2 separate regions of the Xenopus laevis genome follow, and region 1 is linked to region 2. The links are chromatin contacts, called in public Hi-C maps. All regions are on one chromosome and are shown on one strand. Each heading gives the region's core, a stretch centred on a gene start, on an enhancer-like site or on the middle of the called end of the contact. The rest is flanking DNA. Distances are from core to core; before and after follow the strand shown. Region 1 has its middle 20 kb from the start of taf1b.L. Region 2 holds the start of adam17.L (ADAM metallopeptidase domain 17 L homeolog).

The links. Hi-C and Micro-C count contacts between places; a contact is called where the count stands out from the background.
Region 1: a contact with region 2 is called in a Hi-C map of animal cap, with 12 times the contacts expected there. The contact joins the enhancer-like site here to the promoter of adam17.L in region 2. A contact is called at or near these places in 3 of 4 Hi-C or Micro-C datasets (the XL177 cell line, the XTC cell line and animal cap).

The regions. Positions count from the first base shown.
Region 1 is chr5L:148,879,015-148,884,931 of Xenopus_laevis_v10.1, forward strand. No RefSeq gene overlaps it. Among protein-coding and RNA genes, the nearest start is that of taf1b.L, 20 kb to the right of the region's middle. Within about 2 kb of position 3,472, at least 1 of the 7 cell types and tissues checked has an H3K27ac peak or open chromatin away from gene starts, as enhancers often do.
Region 2 is chr5L:148,755,443-148,760,933 of Xenopus_laevis_v10.1, forward strand. It overlaps adam17.L (ADAM metallopeptidase domain 17 L homeolog), which reads right to left and starts at 2,908. Exons shown (of 20, transcript NM_001095661.1): 1 at 2,803-2,908; 2 at 872-1,150. The coding sequence starts at 1,004.

The DNA.
Region 1 (5,917 bases), core at 2,222-4,721, 120 kb after region 2:
CCTTCCCACCACTAATTTGCATATGCAAATTAGGATTCTGATTCAGTATTCGGCCGAATCTTTCACAAAGTATTGGGGGGTTTGGCTGAATCCGAAATAGTGGATTCGGTGCATCCCTAGTTATCACCTATGGGGAGGGGGTAAGGTTGCCACCTGGCCGGTAAAAATTAGGGTTGATCCCAATGTTATTAATAGGGAAAAAAGATAAATATATAGGAAGGCCGGTATCTTTTTCTGAAAAAGGTGGCAACCCTAGGAGGGGGGAACTATGTAGGGTAGGGGTTTTTATTAGTGGGGGGTTGAATTCTTCTTTAATCTAAATATTTGTTTTTTTTAAAAGGTGTAAGATGGTTAAATTCTTATGGATGTCACGTGACTTATCATCACACAAATGTGGAAGTAAAATACTTTTTAACCACTCTCCGTGTGCGCAGTTCTCTTTGACCCTTCCGGCCATATACATATTAGGGGTTGTATTCAGTTCAGTATTTGGCCGAATCATTCACAAAGGATTCTGAGACTGGTCTAAACCCAAAATAGAGGATTTGACCCATCCTTAATTTTTGTACCTCACCAATGAAAACCATTTCTCCACCTCTCCTTAGCAGGGAATTCCATAACCTCAATGGTTGTGTAACAACAAAGAAACCCTTGCTATGTTGATGATCAAACCTCCTTTCATTTAGTCTCTGTAATTGCCATTGTCACGCTGTTTTTTACAATATATTTTAGGGTGTTGGGAACAGTGAGTAATCTGTATGCAGGTTGTCAGAGCAGAGTGGGTAACGGAGCACCTGCCAATTGCATTCATTTTCAATACATTCTACAGACTACATTGACTTTTAGTATTAGGGCAATGAAAAATCACGACTGAACCTCAGAAGTCTCCAATTTTGACTGTAATGGAAAAACTATTTTCTTCTGACGCACCTTTTTTATGAAATTCTTGGAAAGACAGCATGAAGTGTACCTAAAGCAAAATACAGGGAACTGTAGTTACATGCTGAGAGGAATGAATTAATAGCAGCGCGGCTGTGTGAAAATCCTGCAGTGCTAATGGTTAAAGGGGAAGTCCACCCAAAAACTGCTTTTTACACAATGAAAAAAAATATAATTCATAGGACATTTCCAATATACATACACTGGTGACAGACACATTGTTTCCAATATATAAACATTCTGTCCTGCTACAAGTGGCATATGGTCATGGCCCTTACTAAGGAAGCTTAAACATAATACAGTAGTCCCCAAACTCTATTGCTTTTAAACTGTGAATCGTTGCCATCATCACATATTATACCTGATGTCCTAGAATCCCTTATCAGGGACTATTATTCCTTATCACAGCTAGAGTTTAATTGCAGAGACTATATGATACTATAGGCACCATCGCTACCTACTATACCTACTATCCCACAGTCACACTCCCTTCCCAGAGACTTTTATCCACTGTTACTATAGGCACCATCTCTCTCTACTATACCTGCTATCCCACAGTCACACTCCCTTCCCAGAGACTTTTATCCACTGTTACTATAGGCACCATCTCTCCCTACTATACCTGCTATCCCACAGTCACACTCCCTTCCCAGAGATTATTATCCCACTGTTACTATAGACACCATCTCTCCCTACTATACCTGCTATCCCACAGTCACACTCCCTTCCCAGAGACTATTATCCCACTGTTACTATAGGCACTATCTCTCCCTACTATACCTGTTATCCCACAGTCACACTCCCTTCCCAGAGATTATTATCCCACTGTTACTACAGGCACCATCTCTCCCTACTATACCTGTTATCCCACAGTCACACTCCCTTCCCAGAGACTATTATCCACTGTTACTATAGGCACCATCTCTCCCTACTATACCTGCTATCCCACAGTCACACTCCCTTCCCAGAGACTATTATCCACTGTTACTATAGGCACCATCTCTCCCTACTATACCTGCTATCCCACAGCCACAGTCCCTTCCAGAGACTATTATCCACTGTTACTATAGGCACCATCTCTCCCTACTATACCTGCTATCCCACAGCCACACTCCCTTCCCAGAGACTATTATCCACTGTTACTATAGGCACCATCTCTCCCTACTATACCTGCTATCCGACAGTCACTCTCCCTTCCCAGAGACTATTATCCACTGTTACTATAGGCACCATCTCTCCCCACTATACCTGCTATCCCACAGTCACACTCCCTTCCCAGAGACTTTTATCCACTGTTACTATAGGCACCATCTCTCCCTACTATACCTGCTATCCCACAGTCACACTCCCTTCCCAGATACTATTATACCACTGTTACTATAGGCACCATCTCTCTCTACTATACCTGCTATCCCACAGTCACACTCCATTCCCAGAGACGTTTATCCACTGTATCTATAGGCACCATCTCTCCCTACTATACGTGCTATCCCACAGTCACACTCCCTTCCAAGAGATTATTATCCCACTGTTACTATAGGCACCATCTCTCCCTACTATACCTACTATCCCACAGTCACACTCCCTTCCCAGAGACTATTATCCCACTGTTACTATAGGCACCATCTCTCCCTACTATACCTGTTATCCCACAGTCACACTCCCTTCCCAGAGACTTTTATCCACTGTTACTATAGGCACCATCTCTCCCTACTATACCTGCTATCCCACAGTCACACTCCCTTCCAAGAGATTATTATCCCACTGTTACTATAGGCACCATCTCTCCCTACTATACCTACTATCCCACAGTCACACTCCCTTCCCAGAGACTATTATCCCACTGTTATTATAGGCACCATCTCTCCCTACTATAGCTGCTATCCCACAGCCACAGTCCCTTCCCAGAGACTATTATCCACTGTTACTATAGGCACCATCTCTCCCTACTATACCTGCTATCCCACAGTCACACTCCCTTCCCAGAGACTATTATCCCACTGTTACTATAGGCACCACCTCTCCCTACTATACCTGCTATCCCACAGTCACACTCCCTTCCCAGAGACTATTATCCACTGTTACTATAGGCACCAGCTCTCCCTACTATCCCACAGTCACACTCCATTCCCAGAGTTAATTATTAAAGATATTACTATAGGCTGCCTGCCTAGTCAGCAGGTTCATTTGTAGTGTGCTTTCCAGGCTACATCTCCTACTCTGGCATTCAACCCTTTTATGGATCTTCCCTAAATTCATCTCAAGGGAGGGTTCATAATAGTAGCTCCCTTTTCATGTGATTTTGAGGGTACACCTGGGGCTGGGGAATGTACGCCCTTTACTACTATTATTATGTTATTTTAATTATATGCATGAGCTTATGCTCTTAATGGAATCCTCCATCTAGGATGGTGCTGCACAGTAACCATGGAAACAGGACAGATTTTCTCTGTCTGCTGTGAGTCTAGGACACTCACTAGAGGAGCCTGGTGTTAGTGTGTGAAGCATGCAGAACAGAAAGACTGGGGCTGCCCTACTGCTGCTACTCAGTGGAACAGCTATGAGTGCAGATTCCCGCTCCAGGGCTCAGCAGATGCAGGCACAGGCAGGAGCTTGTCAGATTGTGTGTGTGCTGCTCTGACGCTTCAGTAGGAAGAGACAGGAAATGATGAATCCCTGTTCCATATGTCACTATACATTGTACACATATATTTTGCTGCATGCTACCATGGTGATAATGGGAATTGACTAGCATTTTTTAACCATGCATTGCAGGGAAAACACAAGCTACACAGACTCTCCTCAGGACACTCTGGGATGCTCCGGTAGCCAGTGTGTTGTATGGTGGCCTGGTTGCGGGGCTGTTTTAAAGAAAAACTATACCCCCAAACAATGCAGGTCTCTATAAAATGTATAGGAAAAAACAGCTCATATGCATAACCCTGCTTCATCTCAATAAACCATTTTCATGAAATATACTTTTTTATTAGTATGTACCATTGGGTAATTCTAAATTGAAAATTGCCATTTTAAGAAATAAGGGCCGCCCTCTGGGATCCTACGATTCACGGTGCACACAAAGAAACCAAGGGCACACATACATGTTAGGTCACATGGGCCAATTACTGCACAAAGTTCTGACTTTTGCTTCCACACTTCTTCCTGTTACAGTTAGAGCTGCAGTATTTCTGGTCAGGTGATCTCTGAGGCAGCACAGAGAATATCATAAAATGGGGGCTCATCTATATTCCAGTTTAGTAAGAATTTTCAATAGGCCACTTAATAGGACATAAACTATTGGTTAGGCATTCATTCTGGGGGGGTTGCCTTTAATAAATAGGCATTTGCCCAGGGGTCACCCAGACATGAGGCCGACCAACAAAACCCCTACCCCCCACCCCACATAAACTCCCCTCCCCCCCAGTCTAACTGCCCCCCGGGGAAATGCCCCTAACTTTTTCGGTACCCTTTCAGCGCAGATCCAGGCATCAGAGTTCACCGCAGCCATCTTCCGGGTCTTCGGTAAGATGAGACGGAGACCGGCGAAGCGGCGCATGGGCAGTTAGAGCAAATTACCGGTTTGCATCAACTGCACGTGCGCCGAAATGGACAGAAATTGCCGAAGTGTCGGAAGAATACATGAAGACCCGGAAGATGGCTGCAGTGAACTCCGATGCCTGAATCTGTGATGAGTGGTAAGTAAAAAGTAAGGGGCATTTCCCTGAAGGGGCAGGGTTTTTTTTGGTAAAGTGTTGAATTTTACTTTAAAGAAGCCATGTCTGGCTGGCGTAATGGTTTATCCAGCAAGCCTGAAGTTGCCATGCCAGGTGTGTTTAATGAAAGGCAGCTCAATGGGTGAGCTTTCTGTTCTAGTCACTGAGCTTTCTGTTCTAGTCATGTGCAGGTAATCTGAAACCTACAGGACCCGCAGGTTTACCTACAGGTCATGTGGGTTTGGTTAAAATTTGGGTGACCATTGCTGGTTTAGGTTGGGTGTGGGTCAGACTGGGAAATACACACTTCTTCTGCTCCCAGAGATTCCCTGTGTTGGAATAAGGGATGCACCGAATCCACTATTTTGGATTCGGCCAAACCCCCGAATCCTTCTCGAAAGATTCGGCCAAATACCGAACCAAATCTGCATATGAAAATTAGGGGTGGGAAGGGGAAAACATTTGTTACTTCCTTGTTTTGTGACAAACAGTCACACGATTTCCCTCCCTGCCCCTCATTTTCAAATTAGGATTTGGAAGGCAGAAGGATATGACCGAATCCTGCTGAAAAAGGGCCGAATCCCGAACCAAATCCTGGATTCGGTGCACCCCACTATTATTTTTTTATTTACATTTTGAATTATGTATCACTTCAGTTGTTTCCATATATTCTTCCACTGAGTGACACTAAACACCTCAGTAATGTATTTTAACACAGTTATAGTCTATAAAGATGAAATAAAACATTTGCGTGTGAACATTGTAATTAGGGATGCACCGAATCCACTATTTTGGATTTGGCCGAAACCCTGAATCCTTCGTGAAAGATTCGGCCACATACCGTCGGGATTCGGCCAGGATTTTGCCTTTTTGAGCAGGATACGGAATCCTTCTGCCCGGTTGTGGGAATGGGAAAAGATTTTTTAGTTCCTTGTTTTGTGACAAAAAGTCATGTGATTTCCCTCCCCACCCCTAATTTGCAAAGGTTTCAGCCGAATCCTGGCCGAATCCCTACGGCCTTGTACACTAGCGAATTGTCCTCTATGTCTGTTAGTGAATTGGCGATGTCCCTGCGAATTGACGCTAACGTTGGCCACTTCACCCTTTAGAGAATCTGCCCCATTGACTTAAGGCCTGAACAGAAAGAGTAATAAAAAGTAGCAATAAAAATAAATTTTTAGCCTTACAGAGCATTTGTTTTTAGATGGGCTCAGTGACCCCCATTTAAAAGCTGGAAAAAGTCTGAAGAAGGCAAATAATTAAAA
Region 2 (5,491 bases), core at 1,658-4,157:
AAATGGTGAAGAAATGGTGTAAAAAAACAAAAACAAAAAAAACCCCCACAATTTAGCATCATTTTCTTTGGAGTACACTGTGCGCCTGGCAGTGGGGTTCACACTTAACCCCACACTTCACAAGGCATGGTATAAATTGAGTGATCTACTCTTTGTTGTTGGATATAGTCTTGCACCCCAACCCCCATATTTAACACCAACCAAGAAAGCAACTAAAATCTCCCTGTCAGTAGCAGCTGTTTCTGGCAATTGGGATTATTGTGAAAAAGCCAATGCAGGAGATTTTCATAAGAAAAGTTTAAAAATCTCTTTATTAAATATGTCCCCATATTAGCATTTTAATGAGAATTGGGCTAAACAATACCCTGCCCCCACCATAAAAATAGCTACTTGTGCCAAAAAATAGCATACAAAAGGCCAGCAAATATTACAACACTAAAGCCATTCCACTTGCAAAAGGGTATAATCCAGTACAGGTATGAAACCCATTATCCGGAAACCTGGTTCTCCAGAAAGCTCCGAATTACGGAAAAACGCCTTTCCCATAGACTCCATTTTATCAAAATAATCCAAATTTTTTTGAAAATTATTTCCTTTTTCTTTGCAATAATAAAACAGTAGCTTGTACTTGATCCCAACTAAGATATAATTCATTCTTATTGGAAGCAAAACCAGCCTATTGGGTTTATTTAATGTTTATAAGATTTTCTAGTATGACAATCCAAATTACAGAAAGATCCTTTATCCGTAAAACCCCAGGTCCCGAGCATTCTGTATAACAGGTCCTATACCTGTACTTACATGCATTTAGATTTTTTTGCTTCCAGGATGTTGTTTCTATCACTTCCAATGGCAGGATGACTCCACTTACCTTGATGTTTGGCAGGCATCTCTTTCTGGTTACCATATGGAATGTGCTCAGCTTCAGCCCCCGCCAGACAAAGAAGCAAAACAAGCACAACTTCAACCAGACTCAGCCGACCCAAAGGCCTTAGAGTCTTCATTTTATTTGTAAGGACCGCTGGTAGAACACACACAGAACTCTCTAGGATCAAAGAGTCACAGATCCCACAGCATAATCCAAGTTTCTGATTGTAGCCGAATGATAAAATAGTCCTTCTTCATTCATTCATTTCACCGGCTCTATAACCTGATTAAAGTGGAGAACAAATAACATTAGGTCCATACTCTCACGCCTTAAAATCATTAAAAAGAAAGTTTGTAACTTATATATGTTAAGTAGAAGATGGGAGAGTCAGAGGAGTGAGAGGGTGACAGTCTCAGTAGATGAGAGTCAGAGGAGTGAGAGGGTGACAGTCTCAGTAGATGAGAGTCAGAGGAGTGAGAGGAGTGAGAGGGTGACAGTCTCAGTAGATGAGAGAGTTGGAGGAGTGAGAGGGTGACAGTCTCAGTAGATGAGAGAGTCAGAGGAGTGAGAGGGTGACAGTCTCAGTAGATGAGAGAGTCAGAGGAGTGAGAGGGTGACAGTCTCAGTAGATGAGAGAGTCAGAGGAGTGAGAGGGTGACAGTCTCAGTAGATGAGAGAGTCAGAGGAGTGAGAGGGTGACAGTCTCAGTAGATGAGAGAGTCAGAGGAGTGAGAGGGTGACAGTCTCAGTAGATGAGAGAGTCAGAGGAGTGAGAGGGTGACAGTCTCAGTAGATGAGAGAGTCAGAGGAGTGAGAGGGTGACAGTCTCAGTAGATGAGAGAGTCAGAGGAGTGAGAGGGTGACAGTCTCAGTAGATGAGAGAGTTGGAGGAGTGAGAGGGTGACAGTCTCAGTAGATGAGAGAGTCAGAGGAGTGAGAGGGTGACAGTCTCAGTAGATGAGAGAGTTGAAGGAGTGAGAGGGTGACAGTCTCAGTAGATGAGAGAGTCAGAGGAGTGAGAGGGTGACAGTCTCAGTAGATGAGAGAGTCAGAGGAGTGAGAGGGTGACAGTCTCAGTAGATGAGAGAGTTGGAGGAGTGAGAGGGTGACAGTCTCAGTAGATGAGAGAGTCAGAGGAGTGAGAGGGTGACAGTCTCAGTAGATGAGAGTCAGAGGAGTGAGAGGAGTGAGAGGGTGACAGTCTCAGTAGATGAGAGAGTTGGAGGAGTGAGAGGGTGACAGTCTCAGTAGATGAGAGAGTCAGAGGAGTGAGAGGGTGACAGTCTCAGTAGATGAGAGAGTCAGAGGAGTGAGAGGGTGACAGTCTCAGTAGATGAGAGAGTCAGAGGAGTGAGAGGGTGACAGTCTCAGTAGATGAGAGAGTCAGAGGAGTGAGAGGGTGACAGTCTCAGTAGATGAGAGAGTCAGAGGAGTGAGAGGGTGACAGTCTCAGTAGATGAGAGAGTCAGAGGAGTGAGAGGGTGACAGTCTCAGTAGATGAGAGAGTCAGAGGAGTGAGAGGGTGACAGTCTCAGTAGATGAGAGAGTTGAAGGAGTGAGAGGGTGACAGTCTCAGTAGATGAGAGAGTCAGAGGAGTGAGAGAGTGACAGTCTCAGTAGATGAGAGTCAGAGGAGTGAGAGGGTGACAGTCTCAGTAGATGAGAGTCAGAGGAGTGAGAGAGTGACAGTCTCAGTAGATGAGAGTCAGAGGAGTGAGAGAGTGACAGTCTCAGTAGATGAGAGAGTGACAGTCTCAGTAGATGAGAGTCAGAGGAGTGAGAGAGTGACAGTCTCAGTAGATGAGAGAGTCAGAGGAGTGAGAGGGTGACAGTCTCAGTAGATGAGAGAGTCGGAGGAGCAAGAGGGTGACAGTCTCAGTAGATGAGAGAGTGAGAGGATGTAAATAAAAGTAAAAGATGAGAGAATTTCATACCGCCCAATAATTCCTCTACCCAGGACAGTTCCGATGCTCCTAACACAGCCCGCAGTCCCGGATCGTTGTTTAAAAGTCCCGCAGCGCCCTTACCGTCCAGTTTCTGGATTCCTGCCGGGCAGCTAATCCAGGCGTCACTACTCTCATCTCGCGAGACTATGACGTCACATCACACGCTTCGTGTTGCTGCTTGTAATGCCGCCTTGTGGGAAATGAACATGAGGTCCGGTGTTTTTTGTGAGAAGCCCAATGATTTTCTTTCAAGCATGGCCATTGGTCACGTGTGCCCTCCATATTCCAGCTTTAGAGCAGTTTATAGACTGAAGAAGGGGTCATTTAGAAGAAGACTGAGTTACATAGACCAAAAGTCATCTTTTTAGTCTGCTCCTTATTTTGAAGAATACAGTCTCTGGCCTGGATTTGTGGTCAGGCAACAAAAGCCCAGGCCTAGTGACTAAGCTCTAAACACCATGCCCCCAACACGGACTGTTTTCTTAAAAATTTAATTTAAAATAGAAGCTTCATCACTCTGAAATAAAAAAAACATACTAAATAAAATAACAAAATTCTGTTCCGTTTCTGAAATCAATTTACTCTTCACTGTCCCCCTTTCAGCATCTGTCACTCTTCATGCAGGAGTTGGGTGTCAGTTTGATTGACAGATCTACTTTTGGGTGTGGGGTCTCTTTTATAGCAGATGTATCAGAGCTCTCTGAAATAACTGAATCCAGCACAAACAAAAAACAAATAGAACAACTGACCAGTACAAATGAATGTATAGACTGAGTGGATTTCTGGTGATTTTGAAAGAGTGAGCACTAATAGTACATATTCTAGGTAAAGCAGCAACCCCCCCCCCCCCCAAGACAGTCTCAGTAGATGAGAGAGTCGGAGGAGTGAGAGGGTGACAGTCTCAGTAGATGAGAGTCGGAGGAGTGAGAGGGTGACAGTCTCAGTAGATGAGAGTAGGAGGAGTGAGAGGGTGACAGTCTCAGTAGATGAGAGTCGGAGGAGTGAGAGGGTGACAGTCTCAGTAGATGAGAGTCAGAGGAGTGAGAGGGTGACAGTCTCAGTAGATGAGAGTCGGAGGAGTGAGAGGATGACAGTCTCAGTAGATGAGAGTCAGAGGAGTGAGAGGGTGACAGTTTCAGTAGATGAGAGTCAGAGGAATGAGAGGGTGACAGTCTTAGTAGATGAGAGTCAGAGGAGTGAGAGGGTGACAGTCTCAGTAGATGAGAGTCAGAGGAGTGAGAGGGTGACAGTCTCAGTAGATGAGAGTCGGAGGAGTGAGAGGGTGACAGTCTCAGTAGATAAGAGTCAGAGGAGTGAGAGGGTGACAGTCTCAGTAAATGAGAGTCAGAGGAGTCAGAGGGTGACAGTCTCAGTAGATGAGAGTCAGAGGAATGAGAGGGTGACAGTCTTAGTAGATGAGAGAGTCGGAGGGACAAGAGGGTGACAGTCTCAGTAGATGAGAGTCGGAGGAGTGAGAGGGTGACAGTCTCAGTAGATGAGAGTCGGAGGAGTGAGAGGGTGACAGTCTCAGTAGATGAGAGTCAGAGGAGTGAGAGGGTGACAGTCTCATTAGATGAGAGAGTCGGAGGGGCAAGAGGGTGACAGTCTCAGTAGATGAGAGAGTCGGAGGAGTGAGAGGGTGACAGTCTCAGTAGATGAGAGAGTCAGAGGGGCAAGAGGGTGACAGACTCAGTAGATGAGAGTCAGAGGGGCAAGAGGGTGACAGTATCAGTAGATGAGAGAGTCGGAGGGGCAAGAGGGTGACAGTCTCAGTAGATGAGAGAGTCGGAGGGGCAAGAAGGTGACAGTCTCAGTAGATGAGAGTCAAAGGAGTGAGAGGGTGACAGTCTCAGTAGATGAGAGAGTCGGAGGGGCAAGAGGGTGACAGACTCAGTAGATGAGAGTCAGAGGGGCAAGAGGGTGACAGTCTCAGTATGTGAGAGTCGGACAGTGGTGACAGTCAGAGGAGTGAGAGGGTGACAGTCTTAGTAGATGAGAGAGTCGGAGGGGCAAGAGGGTGACAGTCTCAGTAGATGAGAGAGTCAGAGGAGTGAGAGGATGACAGTACAAATGAATCATGCATGAGAAGAGAATGAGGAGCGACAGATGCTTAGAGGGGAATGGTGAAGATGAACTTGATTGTTACAGAATTTGTAATAATAATATTGATTGATAATTATTTGGAAAGTTTCTTACTTTGATTCACAGACGGATGAAGCCTTATATTACATATTCATTTTTGCAATAGTTCCCCTTTAAAAGTCACCCCTATAGAATGGTCGAATGCATCTCTAAAAACATGTAGACTTCCATTTTCACATGTATTTTATTTACAGCTTAGTCATGCCCTTAAAGTGGACCTGTCACCCAGACATAAAAAGCTGTATAATAAAAGTCCTTTTCAAATTAAACATGAAATCCAAATTCCTTTTTTTTTAATTAAATACTACCCCTCCCTGCTATCCCCAGTGTATTATAATAATAAAGACCAAGACACTGCAGGCTGCTTTGCTCAAGGAACAGTACTTTATTTGGGAGAAAATCTCTGTGTTGCCGGAGGGGACCTGAAGGAAATGCAATTTGCAGGTAAGAATTTTTAGATTTCCTTCAGGCATTGGGGAGGGTTGTGTAGGGACAGTATCCCTCCACTGCTTCATTTCTGTGAAATAGTATCCCC